Regions from separate parts of the Phocoena phocoena genome. Here region 1 is linked to region 2. A link is a contact called in public Hi-C data. All regions are on one chromosome and are shown on one strand. The core of a region is the stretch at or near the end of the contact, and the rest is flanking DNA. Distances in the headings are between cores, read along the strand shown. Region 1 holds the start of NEMF (nuclear export mediator factor). Region 2 holds the start of VCPKMT (valosin containing protein lysine methyltransferase).

Region 1 (3,092 bases), core at 573-3,072, 210 kb after region 2:
ATTTGCTTTGATTATCTCCATAGTAATCAGCGAATCACACTAAGACTTGAGAATCACAGCCGTAGATGCCCATAAGGCATCCATTAATAATTACCTCTAACTTTTTGGTTGGGACAAATGCCAATGGCACCTGTTTGGATTTCAGATATTCACCTTTATCTTCTCTTTGAAAATTGGAAGATGATTTTCCCATTTCCTGTTGCCTCTTATTTTTCCCACAAGTCCTTAAGTATCCCTGGTTCAGAATTTTTTCAAAGTAGAGAAATTATTCCAAAACCCAGAAATGATAGAATTCAATAGTAAATGGTACAGTTTCTTTATCATTTTTACACTTATCTTCATCTCCTTCTCCCCCTTATGTATTTTCTTGCATTTTACTTATGATGCTCATTCTCCTTGACAGAGCAGAAGCAATGTATGGGTTAGTCAAGTGGCTGACTGTCTCAAGTATACCTTAAATTAGTATCCTGCTCCTATCTCATGGGTTTAGGGCCCTAAAGTGGGAGTTTTGATACGAAGTATTTCAGTTTTTGTTTATAAAGAAGCATCTGAGTGTTGTCCCTCTCAATGTGGAGTTTATACATGGGTTGCTTTTATGCAAAATATTTAGGCATTATTTGGGTAATGCCTTCAGAGCCAACATAAGAACCTTAGCATTGTTTATGTACAGTTAAACCTCTCGCTTTTACTGTTTGCACTACAGTCGACTTGGTTCTCAGTCTTCCCTAAACCCTCCAAATGGTTTATTCCATATTTTGAGCTATTCTGCATGATTTTCTGTGCCATATGTCGCATTAATTCTGCGCTGTACCTGCTACAGTCCCCTTAGCGTCTACAATTCTGTTTCTTCTGAAATGTCAACCGAGCTCTTTTTACTTAGAGTCGCCATCTGCTGGTGGGAATTCTGCTTGCCACTACTTGTAGCCCATAGGCTCTAGAATCCTCCTACGTCCAGATTCCTTGCCGGGCGCGGTGGCGCGCGCCTGTAGTCCCAGCTACTCGGGAGGCTGAGGCAGGAGGATCGCTTGAGTCCAGGAGTTCTGGGCTGTAGTGCGCTATGCCGATCGGGTGCCCGCACTAAGTTCGGCATCAATATGGTGACCTCCCGGGAGTGGGGGACCACCAGGTTGCCTAAGGAGGGGTGAACCGGCCCAGGTCGGAAACGGAGCAGGTCAAAACTCCCGTGCTGATCAGTAGTGGGATCGCGCCTGTGAATAGCCGCTGCACTTCAGCCTGGGCAACATAGCGAGACCCCGTCTCTTTTGAGTTCTTATCTTAAAATAGGCTTTCTTCCCACGTATATATCACAACAAAAAGTACCATGTTTACATTCTTGCACGACTGATTTCCCACTGCATCGTGAATTCCTTTGGCGGGGCAATATTGTCTTATTTTTATTTTTAATCTTACTTCACCATTACCTAGCGAAACAATTGAATATTCAGGTTGCCAAGCATTAATGGAGCCCCTATTGTATGCCAGGTACTATGCTGAGCCCAGGGGATCCCAGTACCTAGATTCGATGAGAATCCCACAATACACCACAAAATGCTCTTCGGAGAGCAAGACATCAGAATAGGAACTCCTTTTTGAGGGTTCATTTGCTTTGATCATTGAGGGTAACTGTAGGGTGTATGAAATAGTCCACTTCGTTAAATTTCAACACTGTGCACGTCAGGGAAAGGGGTCGTTGCTCCGGTACGCAGAGTCCCACCTGGGGAAATCCTCCCAGTGCGCTTCTTGTAAATTGTCTTGACCCGCAGGGGTCACTGTGGAGGCTGGCTTGAGTCCCGAAACGCAAGGGAGCAGAGTAACCGGCCTAGTCCGTAAGCTTTCCAGGAAGGAATGAAGTTTCAAGAAAATAGTTTGGATCTATTTCGAATTGTTTTGGTACAACGAAAACGGAGCTGACGACGGACTTGACAGCCGAACGCTGCACAGAAGTGACGAAAAGCAGTTCGCTTCAAGGAATATTGGGTCTTCTGCGCGGCCGTAGATCCGCCAGGTGCGCCTGCGCATAAGAGTAGCAGCGTTGAGTCAGGCCAGCAGTGGAGGAAACTGCGGTGGAGACCCTCAAGCCTCGCCATGAAAACCCGTTTCAGCACCGTTGACCTCCGCGCGGTACTCGCGGAGCTGAATGCCCGGTACTGTATGACGGGTGACCAGGCTCGTGCGGGTGGTGCAGGAGGCAGCATGGCCCCACCGTGGAAACAAGAACGGCCTTATGTTTCCCCTGGGTCCGCCTGGTCCTGTTCTTCTGTGGACCTGGCTAGGCCTGAGTGGGCGAGCGCGTGACATCTTTCCGTGGCCCTCAGGATACCGGGGGGACCCCGGCGGTCGCGTGCCCCACTCCCCGCTCTCGTGGGCTGCTAGTCTCGCCAGGTCTTGCGTCCGGCTTTGGCGGGGCTCTCGGCCTGTCGGCGTGAGTCGCCCGGGTCTGGCAGCAAACGTTTAGTAAAAGACGAGACGCCAGGTGGAGGACGCCAGTGTAGTCATTTGCTTCAGAGGTTTCCAGACCAGAGGCTTGGTTTGTTAGACGCTCCTCCTCACCGCAAAGAAAGGCAGCATCGCCTTTTTAGCCGGAGTTAACAGATTTGGCCTGAGGTCTGCATTCTAATCTGCTTTCTATTATTCAGCTGTGTGAGCTTTGTCATATTTCTCAGGGCCTCGTTTACATATTTTCTTTTATGATTAAGTGGGTTAGATTTTATTGTATTTGCTAAAATATATATTGGATCACTTAAAAGACTCAAGGCATTGTATAGTGTTCCTAGAGCTGATAGACTACTTTCGTTCTTAAATAGTTACACTCAAGGTTTGGGCTCAATGTCTGATGGCCTTCAGACTGCACACTGGTTGACTCCTGCATCTTTAGAGTCAAAGATCCCCCCTTTCACCGTCTCTCCTTTCGCCTACAGCTTTAAATTGTGTGAAGTTTTATGTTTCAAATGGTAGTATGATTTGTTACATGTTTCCTTTCTCTTTGCAGCTTGCTAGGAATGAGAGTAAACAATGTTTACGATGTGGATAATAAGACGTATCTTATTCGTCTTCAAAAGTAAGAGCATTTTATAGGCTTGTTTTATCTTTTG
Region 2 (3,237 bases), core at 274-2,773:
ACTGAAGGGGGATAGTGCATTTGTGGAATTTTTCAAATTTGAGTAACAGATGACTTTTTAAGGCAGTGAATTTATACACATATAGGGGGTGTGTGGTGATACTGAGTTTTAAGCCTCTTTGACCATCTTCTAGTTTTTACATTTAGGAAGATCGTGAATAACACCCACTGTTCTAAAACTCTTTAATGCCATGTCTTAAAAGCCAGAATTTGCTGCTGAAGACAAAAGTGAAAAATAGAATGAAAATAATAGAATGCACTGTTTATTGTTTTGTCGAAATGTAAACAGACTACCTAACCCAATCATAGAGGAAAAAAGGGCATATATCTTATACAGATGTGCCTTTTTGTTTTTGGAGACTATGGTGTCTTTAGCTAACGAGTTGCCTATTATTTTGGAAAACAAAGTTAATATGCCATACATGTACAGTTTTGTTTATATTGTACATTTAAAGATAATGCTAATAACCTATATAAATTTATGTGACTCAAGGCCTATAATACAGTCTGCTACTTTACTAATTCATAAAGCTGGAGGATAAGTTTCTTATGGCATAGGAACCAACTTTATTGCCTTCAAAACCAAGTAACTTTCTCTATAAATCTCGTGTTAACTAAAAATTTTTAAAGTATTTTTTTAGATTGGTAATATTTAAACCAGCAGACACTTAAAGCTTTATTAAACTTTTTAATCAGAGACGTGATTAAAACTTTTATTTGCCATTTGTACTCCTTCGTTCTAAGTGATGAAAAAGCGTGTTTTCCTCTTAATGCCATAGCAGCAGTTGTAAAGTAGCCAAAAGCCACATTGTTTATTTACTGGTCTGTGGCCTTTTACTGTGCTTTGTATCAGAGTTCCTAACAAGATTAATAAATCACCCCAGTCTTAATTTTTAAAAGACGTTTAAAATATGTGTTTTCATTATAAGGAACAAGGGGGTAAGATTGTTGAGTTCTGTAGAAGTAATATATACACACATTTTCAATAATTTGTGCAATTTAAGTTCCATAATCCCAAAGAATTTAAGTGATGTAAACTTCAGAGGGATAACTTTTTCTTCAGCGTTAAACGCAGTCACAAGCTTCTTGCAACCATTTTTACGCATTCTGAAGAAAAATTAGGAGCATGTTAGGAATTCTCTGTAAGCAGGATTATAGCCATCCTTGGTAGGATCTTGGAAGCTGCCTTGATTTAAGGCCAGTAATAAGAACAAAAAAAACAGTGTGAATCAACCTCCGACTAGATAAAAACACTCAGGTTGGCTTTGTCCGGAAAAGTAATTTTAACTGCCCGTTCGTCGAGGCCGACTTGTAATTTAGGGGAGAACGAGGCGGTTCCGCGCGCAGGGTAAGCCTTGGCCTGCGGCTGCGCCACGCCGGTGGAACGCCGCGTTCCGGTCTTTGTGCCTTCGCGCACGCGCAGTGGCGCCAACTCCGCCTCCTGGAGGCGCCGGGCCCCTTGTAAGGCGGGGCCCGGGGCGGTCTTGTGGGTGTGACGTCACTGCGCTCGACACTCAGTGTTGCCGGGCGGCGATGGCGGCTCCCCTGGAGTCCTCCGGGGAGGAGCAACTGCGGAACTTTGTGCGAGTTTTGGAGAAGCGAGATGGCACGGTGTTACGACTACAGCAGTACGGCTCCGGCGGCGTGGGTTGCGTTGTTTGGGACGCTGCCATCGTCCTTTCTAAATACCTGGAAACGCCCGGGTTTTCCGGCGATGGGGCCCACGCGCTGAGCCGGCGGTCGGTGCTGGAGCTGGGCTCTGGCACCGGGGCCGTGGGGCTCATGGCTGCTACCCTCGGGTAAGAGCTTGGCGGGAGGGGACGCCGCTTTTCGGGAAACCCCGGTTACTGGCTTCCCATCCTTGTGCCTACACCTCAGTCACCGTTATTTTATAGGGCAGATGTCATAGTCACCGACCTAGAGGAATTGCAAGACTTGCTGAAGATGAATATTAATATGAACAAGCATCTTGTCACTGGTTCTGTTCAAGCCAAGGTACTGAAATGGTTTGTATGGCCTTTCAGCTCGTTTTAAGATAACTGTAGTTTGCTTTAAATTGTGTTACACTAAAAGCATGGTTAATACGAAGGGGACTTTCTGGGTCTTGTTTGTAAAACAGGTAAAACAGGAATATTTTAAATTAGTGAAACAACAGTTTAAAATATTGGTTGACATTTTTAAGGGGGGAAGAAATAGAAGACTTTCCTTCTCCTCCAGACTACATCCTGATGGCCGACTGCATATACTATGAAGAGGTGAGTATTTAATAGTGAAGGCTCTTCCTTTAGAAGATTTAAACCGTATTTGGTGGATTCTAAAGCACGCATTTCTTCACATTTTAACATCTCTGAATGCAGGATATTTGTTCCATAATTGATGACACAGTAAAGAGAAAATAAAGGTCACCAGGAACTACATATATATACACTCATGATTAACATAAAGGCCCATGAAGCATATTGAGAGAAGTGTTATGTGCATTTTGCGAGAGGTGTCTGTAAAATTTTTAAAGGATTTTGCCATTTGGATCTCCTGTAAAAGACTAAGATTTCTTCTTTTTTTTTTTTTTTTTTTAGTCCTAGTGAATGTGTTAATCATGACATTAATAATTAAGTTGCATCGTAAAGAATTCATTGTTCTGTGGCAAGATTTATTATATTTATATAATGATTTTTTTTAGAATATCAGTTTGTGTAGTGTTGTGAGCATCACTCATTTTTTTCAATAATGAGCATTGAACCAACTTATGTTCTAGTTAGGGTTGGACTTGCTTTTGTAGGTAAATTGTTGATTGTTTAAATCCCAAGTTAAATCAGATTAAATTAAATTTTAAGAGTGCAGTCAATTTCATTTGTTTACCCATGGGGACTCCAAAATGCAATCACTTGAATCCCTTCTCTGGAGACTGAAATTAATATGATGGTTGATTAGTTAAGAAGAGTTTACTAATCATCAGTTACAGAGCTGTAGCTACGTTTACTTGTTTGGATTGATTCAAAGCTGGATGAATTGTAGGGAAATTATAATTACCCCCCCACCTCCCCTACTCCCTTTTATAGTAAACATAAATTTTTAAAAGTCATAAAAACCATATTCCTTTTTGAACAGTCTTTGGAGCCACTGTTGAAAACCCTAAAAGATCTCAGTGGATCTGAGACTTGTATTATATGTTGTTATGAACAACGAACAATGGGAAAAAATCCAGAAATCGAGAAAAAATATTTTGAGGTGAGTACTC

Evidence for each region. Hi-C and Micro-C count contacts between places; a contact is called where the count stands out from the background.
Region 1: a Hi-C map of lung shows a contact between it and region 2, with 12 times the contacts expected there. The contact joins the promoter of NEMF here to the promoter of VCPKMT in region 2. A contact is called at or near these places in 2 of 2 Hi-C or Micro-C datasets (kidney and lung).

Annotation. Positions count from the first base shown.
Region 1 is chr2:50,114,298-50,117,389 of mPhoPho1.1, forward strand. It overlaps NEMF (nuclear export mediator factor), which reads left to right and starts at 1,823. Exons shown (of 33, transcript XM_065900852.1): 1 at 1,823-2,144; 2 at 2,990-3,058. The coding sequence starts at 2,086.
Region 2 is chr2:49,899,658-49,902,894 of mPhoPho1.1, forward strand. It overlaps VCPKMT (valosin containing protein lysine methyltransferase), which reads left to right and starts at 1,524. Exons shown (of 6, transcript XM_065872298.1): 1 at 1,524-1,798; 2 at 1,895-2,005; 3 at 2,182-2,254; 4 at 3,108-3,227. The coding sequence starts at 1,533.